Linked DNA regions of Gasterosteus aculeatus: regions 2 and 3 are each linked to region 1. Evidence: chromatin contacts called from public Hi-C data. All regions are on one chromosome and are shown on one strand. The core of a region is the stretch at or near the end of the contact, and the rest is flanking DNA. Distances in the headings are between cores, read along the strand shown. Region 1 has its middle 4.0 kb from the start of LOC120819845. Region 2 holds the start of LOC120819618 (bone morphogenetic protein 2). Region 3 has its middle 42 kb from the start of LOC120819618.

What was found. A called contact is a pair of places that touch in the nucleus more often than the background predicts.
Region 2: a Hi-C map of skeletal muscle shows a contact between it and region 1, with 5 times the contacts expected there. The contact joins the promoter of LOC120819618 here to the enhancer-like site in region 1. A contact is called at or near these places in 3 of 6 Hi-C or Micro-C datasets (skeletal muscle and tail fin).
Region 3: a Hi-C map of skeletal muscle shows a contact between it and region 1, with 5 times the contacts expected there. The contact joins two enhancer-like sites. A contact is called at or near these places in 2 of 6 Hi-C or Micro-C datasets (skeletal muscle and tail fin).

What each region holds. Positions count from the first base shown.
Region 1 is chr5:5,349,079-5,353,154 of fGasAcu3.hap1.1, forward strand. No RefSeq gene overlaps it. Among protein-coding and RNA genes, the nearest start is that of LOC120819845, 4.0 kb to the right of the region's middle. Within about 2 kb of position 2,398, at least 1 of the 9 cell types and tissues checked has open chromatin away from gene starts, as enhancers often do.
Region 2 is chr5:4,951,700-4,955,775 of fGasAcu3.hap1.1, forward strand. LOC120819618 (bone morphogenetic protein 2) reads right to left here and starts at 1,942. Exons shown (of 5, transcript XM_040177190.2): 1 at 1,564-1,942; 2 at 1,215-1,354; 3 at 885-1,001; 4 at 538-724; 5 at 1-328. The coding sequence starts at 1,864.
Region 3 is chr5:4,993,922-4,997,997 of fGasAcu3.hap1.1, forward strand. No RefSeq gene overlaps it. Among protein-coding and RNA genes, the nearest start is that of LOC120819618, 42 kb to the left of the region's middle. Within about 2 kb of position 2,185, at least 3 of the 9 cell types and tissues checked have open chromatin away from gene starts, as enhancers often do.

The sequences.
Region 1 (4,076 bases), core at 1,148-3,647:
CCCCTTTAGAATTGTCTTTTAGCTTTAGCTTCCCAATTTGCAATTTGATACGGAACTCTCTGTGAATGGTTACTTCAGGAATTTTGGATTGTTGAGGGGACAGGATAATCTCATTCACAGTGGGATTGGTTATCTGCAGTTTATCACTGAGAGCATTTATTTCCTCCTCTAGGAGCTTACGGGACTGTTCTTGGGACTTCTGTAGCTCGGCGTATTTTCCCTTCATCTCCCGTAAACGGAGAAGTTCCTGCTCTGTCCCCTCCCCATCACTCTCAACCATTGTTCCCATGAAGGCTAAAAGATCTCTCATAATCTGACATGCTTCTTCAACATCCCCATCCTGTTCAATAGCATCCAGTTTCTTCTCTACTAACTTGATTAGTGCTTGTCAACTTCTATCGTTTTTGGTCTCGTCCTCTTCCTCAAACCATTCAAGGTGTATGCAGACTTTTACTACCTGATCCCAGTGTAGTTTGTTCAGAGTTTAGCTGGTTCTGTCCAGAAGCTCCTCCAATTCCATGCTGACGCTGCAGTTCAGTTGGTGTTTTGATTTTTCTAGGTTCTTCTTGGGAGAAAGATTGTCCTCTCACGTCAGGAAATGCTGCTCGAAGACACCTTCCTTCTGGCTAGCTCGCCAAATATGTTACCCTTCTCTCAGTGGCGTGTCAAAACAGCAACACCTTAAAAACCTGTAAAAGTAACCCGCTTCAATGATGGTGGTGTCTGTGCAACTTCTGTCTCCCGTCAGCCGTTCTTCTTCTTCTTCTTCTTCTTCTTCTTTCCCACGCAAGCACATGTACGATGCACAGACCCCTCCCCCCCCCCCTAGTGGTGAGATGGTGGCACCTGCTGGTCATCTTTGACCCTACACAATTAAACATTACAGCAGAGTCGGCCGGACGAAAACAATAGTGATGAAACAACTATATAACATCTATATTACATATGGCATCTCAGTCATCGCTCTGGATTCCAAATATGGTAACTTCCCATTAACTGAACGAATGAAAAAGTACCCTCTAAATTTGTCTTGACCTCACTACATTCACAGTTCTGCTGACAGCATGCCTTTCTGAGTTGTTTGATTCCCTCTTTTATTCTAAAGCCAACAACACTCAGAAATCCATACATTTGTTTACATATTTAAACTAAGCACAAAAAATACCACTGTCATTGTGTTTGTCTATAATTTTCCTTTTTGTGCATGGGGTTTGGCATCCTCCACCCTCTCAGAGATAATCCACTGAAGCAAATGGCTTCATATTACTCCTGTGGCAGATATTGTTTCAAAGAGAAAATAATCTACACAAAAACTTGAGCAGGCCATGTTTGGCGTCGTTGAGGATAGTCTCGCCACTGAGTCGGTGAAGGTAACATCAGCAGACAGTATTTGTGGCGAGGGGATGAGGCTGCACCTGGGTCCTCCCTCTCTCATGGCCCTGGACTTACCGTAACAAAGCCAGTCCTTTAAACTATCAAAGAAACATTGTGGGCTTTGTTGGCGAGGCAATGAATTACCATAAAGAAAGTCCCATTTGGGTGGGACTTCTCATTTTAAGACTCAGATGCTGCTTAAGTAGTTTAGCACAGTCAGGGAACAGAGAGGGTTGAACAACTCTGCAAAGTGATGATAGCATCAGTGGTTTTAGCTTTTTGCTGCAACATTTGCCAGGTCAACACAAGTAATGCTACAACGTAATCTAACAGGAGGCGCGCCTAGCATGCCGTTTTTTGATTGGCCAACATGGCACCTTGATGATGTAGTATTGCGCTCCAAACACAAAGCAGCCAACCTGTTGCTAGCAACATTTGCTTCGTGGCTAAGGTGGGGAAAGTGTCACAGAGTTTCACCCCGAAAATGTCCTTCTCATGGGATCTATTTCTCATGGGATCTATTGGGCATGTTATACTCACATTTTTCTCATCTGCCATGCGTGCTTTGCAGCAGCTACTCTTAAGCCCTTGTGCAATGCAACTGCCTCTACAGTTAGGGTGAAGAAATCAAAGATACATTCATGATAGCTGGGATTGAATAAAGACATCTCTGGCTCCGTTAACCAGAAACAGACAAACACATAAACACACAAGCACAGCCTGTCATCGCTAAACTTTATTATTATTTTGAGCGTTTATTCTCCCAGCATGGCGGCGGCATGTTCCCAAAAGATTTAGTTGTACTAAAGATTCCAGGGATAGATGCAAAACACGCTGCCCGTGGTTACAGATCTGAATATATCCATATATAAACCACACCATGACTGAGAGAAACAAGTTTATACCGGAGAGCAGTTAAGAAATCCTATGTATTTTTTTGACGAAAGGCGCCGTCGCAACCCTGTCTTGTGTCCCTTTGGACACGCTTATTTTACAGGTGGTTGAAATGTATTTTATATATAACTCTTTTGTGGAGCGCTGCTGCCACTGTGTGCTGTTAACGTGGACGTTCTTGTTCAGGCTAAACTGTCCAGGGAAATTAAAGTGTGACTCATTTTTGAGAGTTTTCCCGCTGCGGACTAAGGCGTATCTTATTTACCCGAGGTTCATGTGATGAAGCATCTACTCCAACTACAATAACTTACATTCAAAGGTGCCCAAAGAAAGAAACATTCTTTTCCTCTCAATAGCTTACAGTATGTCCATCACTGTCTTTCGGGTAACATATTAATGTGCCTGTGATACATCAACATATATACAAAAGAAAGATGCTTTGATGGTAATGTTCCAATATTGTTGTAATTTGTTATTACTGTGGATATATATAAATAATCCAAGGAAGCTGGAATGCCTTCACTGTAGGACCAGCTTGAAGGGTTAAGGGGATCTATTGGCAGATACAGAATATATCATATCCACTATTATGTTTTTAATTATGCCCTGGGGATAATTATCTGACAATTGTCAAGTTTTTGTATCTACGCATAAAGTTTCTCATTTGTTGTAAGTAGCCCAGAAAGAACATAGAGACCCTTTCACACTTTTTTGTTAATGTGCCAGCAGAGTTGGGCAATAAATCAGATTTTATCAGTGCTGGTTCAAGACAGTGTTGAAGAATGAATCAGCGTGAATCATTCGTTGTTTTTTTTCCTGATCTACAGGTCAAACTAACAGGATCATTCTGTGAGGCAAAGATGGCCAAAGCTTCTGTTCTGTGATAAATAGGGAGCTGCTGTCATCTACTGACCTATTTATGTATTACAACTATAGAAATAGGAAAAAAATGTTACAGAATGTTTAGAAAACATCTATCACAGACACAAAGATATTCTAGAGTAATGGAAAATGAAATCCTAGCAGTAACCGATCTTTCTTGTGTTAACTGTATGAAACCATGACCACTCATCTTCGGCTGGCATTCTTAATCACACATTGGACCCACAATAGCCTCCTGGTATCGGTACTTTATCACGGGCCATGCAGACAGTTCACCAACGAACCAGTTTACTCCTGTAACCACCAAACCATCCTCAGCCATTCGATTTATTTCAAATGAAAAGTGGATGTTATGGAGAGACTTTGAGGAAAGCTATTACCAACAAAAAGCCTCCCATGGCATAAAATATAGTCCTGGAAAAAACAGAAAATGTCAACTTTAAAGTATTACATTTCCTCTAAGATAAAAACCAACACATTGGATGTTTATTGTTTGCGTCCCGGTGCTTTTCTTAAACAACTCAGTCTGCATCTCGGAGACAACCCACTCCACCCTTAAACCCTCGTCATCTCCATCTGTTTCTATTTTAGCAAGTGAGAAATCTACTTGCATCACCCACTGAGGCAGACAGGATTTCTGGCAATGCAACCTCAAGTATTGACAAAGGATGCAAAGATCAAACTATTTTTCAGGAAAATACAGAGAGGGACCTTGGAAAACCAAGCTGAGAGACATGTTTACTGTAGGAGAGGAATTCAGATTTCTCTCATGAAGTCTTATCATTATGGCTTCTAATCTAATTCAAATAGTGGTTTACTATAAATGTTTACTACATGACACATATACTAAGCACCTAAGCATTGGTCAATTCCATTTGACTCATGACTTATTTTAAATATAAAAGCGACTTACAATAAGTGCCTTT
Region 2 (4,076 bases), core at 692-3,191, 400 kb before region 1:
GACTGGAGTCTGTCGGGAACACAGCAAGGGGCTCCCACTTCGTCGCTAGAGACCTTGAGTGCGTGTATGATGGAGCGCACTGTGGCATGGTTGGTCGCTCTGAGATTCCCCCCCAGGGGGAACGGGCATGAGCCTTTGCAGTGGTAGGCATTGTATCCCCGCGGAGAGATGATCCAACCGGACCAGCCAATCTCCTCAAAGTCCACAAAGAGTGGAACCCGCCGGCAGGACTGGGAGCGGCCATGGGGCAGGAAGCCGGAAGATGCACGCCGTCTCCGGCTGCGGTGCTCGTGTAGCTCGGTTGCTGCTGCTGCAGGTTGGGCTTGTCCTGTAGAAAGAGAAACGCGTCAACATATGTCAAGCGATAGCCCTTTACTTTGAGTCCTTCTATTTAGCGTGTACAATCATGTAATGGATGGTTTATGACGCACTGTAATGGAGCAGCTGATTTAATTGGTCGATTCAGATCTACTTCTTTGAATACTATGTCGAAATGCATGACGTAAAATCCCCAATATGTTTCATCAATCCCCTTACCCAGGTATGACTGGTTTGATGCTCCTGTCCTCCCATCGTCTGAGAAGATGACCAGGTAGGCATTTGTGTCTGTCAGCTCTCCATTCTGCTTGGAGGAGGACACCAGTGACTGTATCCAGTTCCTAGAGGAGAGTGAGGTCACCACCAGGATGCCATTCTCCTGGCTGTTGCGGATCCACTTTGACACCTGGAAGTCAGAACGAGATTCATCAGTTCAAACGCCAGAAACACGGCAGAAACGTCTCAAAATGAGATACTTCACTGCAATCGAACAGCTCTAAATATTTGAATGCAAGAAGTCAAAGTAGTGACCAGAAGAAAAGATTGAACAATGGGGAGTGTGTTACCGTTTGAGTGACATTGAAGACTTCCCATCCTTGTGAGTAAAGGGGCACCAATCTTGAGGTGATGAGGTTTCCTCTCCATGGCCTCACTCGGCTGTCCAGCACCTCATACAGATCCACCTGTAGTCACAACACCAAACAGTTCACTAAACTGTGAGCATAAAAGGGAACAACGCACTATACCTGAAATAAGGGCCTACACCAACTAAAGGGACACTAAAAAAGTGTGATCCTTGTTCTTATTTGGTCAGAGTTGTAGACCATTCGCTCTCAAAAATATGTCAAATATTCAAATGTTATACATGAAGAAATGCCATCCAAAATGTATTTTACCTTGTAGAAATGTGGCCCATAAGACTTTCCGAGGAAAAACTTCTGTTTCTTTCGAAACCAACGGAATTCCGCTTTGACCATTCTCTCCTCTCTACCAAACGATGAGAGATTGAAGATGTGAAACCTCTCTCCAGCGTGACCTGCAGGGAGACGGACATGAAACACATTTGTTGGTCAAGAAATACTCCATAATATTTCAAATGAGCTGCTGAACGGTGATATTATCTGCGCGTAACCGTGCGTAATTGCTAAACACAATTCCGTTGTGTAACAACGGCGCCCTCTCATCCAACACATTTCCAAAACAAACAATCACAAAACACCAGTAGCTCATACGGACATGTCTTACCTTTGTCCTCGAAACTCCGCACTATGTTTCCTTCTAGAATGTCTTTCTGGCTCTTCGGGCTCCCGTCGTGTACTGCCACCGCGTTAAAGAGATCCAACATGAACTGCGGCGCCTTCTTGTGAGGGGACGCGGGTGCGCGGGGTAAACCCTCCAGGTGCAACAGCGCGTCCACCTCGTCGCTCGCCTCGTTGGTCGCATCCGACCCGTCCCGGAGCGCCGGACTCCCGCGGTCCAGCGGCACAGCGACGCATCTCAGCTGGAAACCGAGGACGAGCCACAAGCGCAAAGCTCCTGTTGTCATTTTTAGTGAGAGGGGACTGAGCTCTACACCTGTGAGACGGGGGGTGATAAGGGCCGCCCCGCTGCCTTTGATGACTGTTTGGATGATTGGGGAGTGATTGATGATGGTAAAAAGACAACACAAAGACAAGGTGAAAATGACCCGAGAATCGGCTGTAAAAGATAATACATTAATAAATAGAAGATTTGTAAAGCAAGGTTACATTATGTCAAAGGCCATTTTTCGAATGCCCTTTTCGTTGTAGTGTCTGCACCGATCCGTTTTAGGCTTTAAATGCATAAAATAACCACATAAATGTATTTATTTCATCAAGGCTTTTGACTTTGTCAGGAATCTCTATTTCAACAAAATAAAACAAAAATGGACTAATTACACAAAATAATAAAATGCTCTGGTCAAAATTATGACTTTTGTGTCAGTCATAATAATTAGAGACCAAACTAAAATCTTAAGTGCACTGTCAGCCCACACACTGACATCCAGCTGATGACTGGCAGGTGACTTGCAGAGTCACCAACTGACAAAGAAAAGGCCTATAGAACTACACCAAAAACATTAAAATCAATATTTTTATGGATAAGGAAGCATTGTTTTTAGTGATTTTTACATCTGATATAAGACATGGGACAAAATAAATGCAGGCTGTTAGAATAAAACGTTTAATACGGATTAATATCTCTTTTTATGAGTCGCCATGGAAACCACAAGTCGTTGAATTTACCCGTTTGACTCAATGTATGCATTATTGCATAGATACATGTGTTGTGAATGGATACATGTGAATGTTGACTGCAAATATACTGCAAGTTATACGTTTAAGTAATTCATTTAAATTCATTTCACTTTATATATTCTGGATCTAAATATATGCAATATAAGTGCATTTCTTGTTTTCTTTTATTTTCCTATTATAGTAGGGACCAATTTGCGGGCCAACCAAATCAAGTTATCCTAATATGATGTTATGTCCCCGGTGTTCCCCATCATGCGTTTCCCGGCCAATGGCCTGTTATCAGTATGAGGCCAGTTGCAAGAGAGCAAACGAACAGAAGAGCAGTGACGCAAATGGAGCGAGTGCCCGTTAATGCGCACATTTCCCCACAACGCAACGGTCATCGTATCCATGTGCCACCCCACCCCCCCCCCTCCACCTACCTCCCCTTACCCGTTACTGTTTGGACAGTGAGTTGACAACGAAATCAGCGTAAAATGTTCATTCCAGATTATATGATGATCTCCAATCAATCAGGTCAAACAAAAGGGATCATATTCACAAGATCGTCATGCTGATCAATGTCCCCAGTACCCCTCCCTGCCCCCCTTCCCCATTGTTGATCAAATTCAGGTGATTACACAGGAATGATGATCCCCTCATTTAGGGGCCATTACTCAGGTTAAAGGCCCCATAGTGAATTGGGTCTTGTCTGATTTTTCTCGTATCACCAAGCACCCACACTGTCAGATTAAACACAGGATAGATTATAGCTATAAACACCCTAAACAGAGAGATACCAGGATCAAATGATTGCATTTTCTAAAAACAGTATTTTTGTCATTGCATTCCATCTTTGTGATGTATTGTTAAAAGTGAAGCTTTGAAACAAATTATTAAGGGGAAAGGTATTCTATTTATTCAAATGACAAACTCAATGTTATATATCACAGGGAAAAAAGCCTGTGGAGGCCCTTTGAGGGTGTGTTCCTCCTTAAGTAAGGAAATGAGATGCTGAGGAAGCCATTACTTAAGGGAAGTTGGAGAGGAGCACAGCATTGTGCTCCTGATGCATGCCACCGTGCTCCTCTTTACACTGTATGTGTTCTGAGTGTGACGTCTGGCACGTGAACCTATATGAGACAGCTGGTGAGTGTGGGGTGTCCTCAAATGTTTACACAGACCATGTGCTGATGTGAGATAGACTTAAAGGGAAGCCCTCTGACGTGGATTGGTGCTCAGGACGAACGCTGGTGCATCATGGCTGTGGCTCAGTTTGCCACAGTTATTAGTTAAAAGCACAGAACGGTTTAAGATGATATCTGGCTCTCTTGGATGAGAAGAGTGATACCACTCCTTGTATTGAGTGGTATCCATCTTCTTATCTTACTCATTTGTTATCACAGTGGCGAGTGGATGGTATTGTTTTCATAAGGGTCACAAGCATGCTAAAGGCTAAATGCAGTCCCAGAACTTTTAAAGTTGAGGTTCAAAATGAAG
Region 3 (4,076 bases), core at 935-3,434, 360 kb before region 1:
GATGGTGTCTCTTCATTGTCGCATCATTGCATGTGTTGGAGCCATATTTTCGGTTTTGTTACAAATCATTTATTTGTTGGTAGGAATTGAGTGTTTTCACTTAATGTATTTTTTTGTTCATATTTGAAATAACTTTTAGGATTCATTAGATCAGCAGACAAGAGGAGGGGGTGGGACTGAGGCACAGGGGCTGGCTTTTGTATTGGACGGGACATCGGCACAGTCTTTCAAACTTACGTTGTCCACTCTGTTAATCATGTTCAAATGAAACGACCAAATGTAAAATTCAAACAAACGACGTGAATGAGAACACGAGCATTGAGTGTCTTCTATGGAAGCGACAACGTGTGAGTCAGGAAGCGGAGTCCCGCGCACCGAAACGAGGAAGTGCAGCATGTTCTACCTGAATTGCCGAGTCTTGAATGTTTACCCTGAACCTCGTCCCTGTGTTGTGTACGTCCCTGTTCCCCGTCTGCGTTTTTCCGTGTCTTCGTTTTTTCCCCTCTGGTGTTTTGGTTTTGGGATTTTGGGATTTATTAAAATTACCTTTTGTTTTCAAAACTCTGCGCCTGAGTCCTGCTTCTGGCCACGCCAACCCAGTCATTGTGACAGTAACTATAATCAATGCTATTGTTTCCGATGTCTTCCATAACAATCCAGGGATGGAATAAAAAAAAACATGCAGTTGTCTCCTATTAAAACGTTCCGTTAGACATGACACGTTTCTAGTCTATTTTGGAAAAGTGATGGACATAAACTGACAAGCTTTTTTTAACAAAAACAATTATTATTTTACACCTTTAAAGATATTGTAGGTGTGTTACAAACTACTCTGCACAAGGCACATTGCGACAGAAAAAATTGCACCATGACTGAGCTGAAATTCAATTTTATCATAACAGGCCCTTGTACTGACGTGGTTGCCAAATTCCTACAGGGAGACGCGGAGCCTCAAACTGTGCTCAATCAGGACCGTGATCGCCAAAAGCTTGGCTGAAACCCCCCCCATCAGCCCAGACACGAACACTGATACTCCCCCTGCAACAATTTATCCTAATGAGTCGTGACTGGTGGTGTGTGTGTGTATGTCTGCAGACAGCACGGTTTCTGATGTCAGTGCTTCGTACAGAGATTTCAGTGTGTGTCTCCAACATGTATTTCTATGGGGACCATTCGTCAGAGCATAATGATTTCAGTTGCAGACTTTTTCAACTTTTAATAGGTAATCCATCACACTTGAGATGCATTTTACATTTCTTAGGGTTCTCTTGATGTCTCATAGCTACTGTACGTAAACATTAATTTGCAAAGCATGACCGTGCACTGTGGTCTGGTGCGTTCAAGAGCCGATGAAAAACATAGGCAGTTGAGTCGTGTGGGAGGAGAGCGGCTTCAGCTTAACGGTCTACAAGGAGCGACCTAATTCATACAATCCTTTTCATGAAGTCTGCTTGCTTTTGGGTTGTTTTATATCTCTGCATTGAATCCTCTCTCTGCCCCTCTGCTCTCAGGTGGGTGAGCCTTGAATAGAGCGGGCCTGTGATAGTTGCTAACAAGTACAAGTACAGGTGTCCAGCTGCCTTTTACAGGGAGATAGCAAGAGATTGCATTTTCCTTCAGTTCCTTCAATGATTTAAATGTGCCCTTTTTTAAGATATATTTCGGCAGGGAATTTTTTGACAGTGATGGTGGAGAGAGACAGAGGGGAGAGAGAGCATGAGAATGGCATGCGGCAAAGTAGCAGCTCAGAAGCACATATGTGGCATAACTGCTCGTCTATCTGGGTTCCCTTTTCGGGTCTGATGGTAATTATCCATGTGGTTCATTTGTATATTAGTAGCTGATACTGAGCAAAATGCTGTCTTTTATGCAGAAAGAATTGCCTCAGTCTCAGACTGACTGCCACAGACTTTCCATTCCGTGCCAGTGCCACAGGGAGGATCTCGGCCTTGCTGCCTTTTAGTCCACCATAACTCAGCTAATTACAGCACACCATTTTTCACTGTTTAGGGTTAAGAAGTGATGTTTCTGGTCACGTGAGGCCCCTGACCCCCTAAATTGATACTGTGTGAGGATTACAGACTGTAATCGTTGAGGGCTTTGGGGAAGAAACCTTATTCATCTGTTACCTTTTTTATTAATTACTGGAAACAAAACTTGTCTTTTTAAGCTGAAGTTCCTAACCTGGTCTGATGGGGGTAGTAAAGGACCACGTAAAAGCCAGGTTCACTTCCCTGCAGGAGCAGATATGTGCCCCAGCATGTCTGTTACAGGAAAGAGATAATTAGAGGCAATAAATAAAAAAATATGAAGCATTGACACCATATGCTCTCTATTTATCTCCTCTTTTTCTCACCTACACATTTGTCAAGTTGCCAGAAGGATCCAACAGCTACAGGTGTTCACTCTTACAGGAATACACAGCGTGTGAGGGCACTGACCCGTCTTTCTCTCACAACCTTCCCATCCATAGCTGGATGGGTCGCTATTGTTTTTTTTTGAGGAAGTGACGAGCACTGAAGGGTTAGCCAATAGCTCCCAGTAAAACTATGATACTGCACTCACCGCAGACAACATCGCCATCTGAGTTGGAAGCATGCGTTGAAACCAACACCAAGTGTTCTGAGGAAGAACTCAGGCTGAGCTGCCATATGTTCAGACACTATAGAGTCAGTGAAATCAGAAGTTGTGAATTGTTCACTGTGAGTAACTTCATGAAAAAAGCAAACTGTTGCGATGCCCGAACGGGGGAGAACAAGAAATTAGCTTCAGATATTTTTATTTAGTCTGTATTAAGGGTATTGACAACCATTGGATGGATTGCAATAAAGTTCAGCATAGCTTGCATTCACGTTAAGGATCTTTTAGTTCATCTAGTTTTTGGACAAAACTCTTGAAGCTGATGACATGGCCCCGAGGTCCAGTGAATTGGAATTTAAGTGTCATGCCAATTAGTAAATGTTACTAAGCGAAGAAAATAATTGGCGCACTGTAGCTTATAAAATGGTAGACAAGAGTTTTTCTGGAAATGTAGTTTGATTGTTTTTTCTCCCACCAGCATACTGAGTAGACAGTATGCATCTGACTGCTTAGAATATGTCCATCTATGCTGAAGATTATTGTGCATTAACAGAATTGGTGGAGGTTTGATATGGTTCATGATTTAATGGTTGCATGCTTTTTGCATAGTGCTATCATATGTCATTGCAATATCCTGATTATGAAAAAAATACCCTGTTCTAATCCTGTTTTAATGAATGCATATGCTGCATAAAGAAATTATACAATCTTGAGTGTTTCATTTAGAACAGCAACAATCCTTCAACAATCAGTTGTTTGTTTGTGGTTGACAGTTTGTATATCGACTATTTCTTTGGCAGGAATAGGTGCAATAGAAAGTGTTAGTTACAAAAACAAGCGTTGGGAACAATATCCCTGGAAACCTTAAACGCCAATATCTTTGATGCAAATTAACCTATTTGCATGTCTGGATCCAGATGGATTGTTTTTCTTTTCTGTAGCAAAGGTGAACAAAAGCCCTTCGCTTTTGGTAGTGCCATCTCATCCATCTGTTTCGTTCCCTCCATCTCATTCCTTCTCTCACCCTTGCGCACACCATGGGATTTGGCGCTAGTCACTTAGTACATGATCTCAGGGATTATCAGCCAGTATGCTTGTTAATGATGTCATCACAAGGTCCCTGTAGAGCTGTTGAGGTCTGCCGGGGAATGATAAAGGCCTCATAGTTAAACACCAGAATGGTGTTTTTAAGCCATGAACTGGCAACACAATCAAAGATGATGTGTTTTTGGAGGAGGTCTTTGGAGACTCGGCTGTGGTGGCGCGTATACTGCTCCAAGAGTCTTATATTCTGTGGGTGGGAACACAAAGATGTGCACAATGTGGGAGGCTGATGTTAACAACTGTTTGAGAAGAATTGAGACTGTGGGATCTTCTTTTAATGTTCTGTTGTTATTTCTGTGGGTCATTCTTTTAGCAGTTGACACTTTATTCCACCAAACTTGGTTGCATTCCAGTTTAGCTCTTTTGCTGTAAAACATCTGAGTTAAACGACT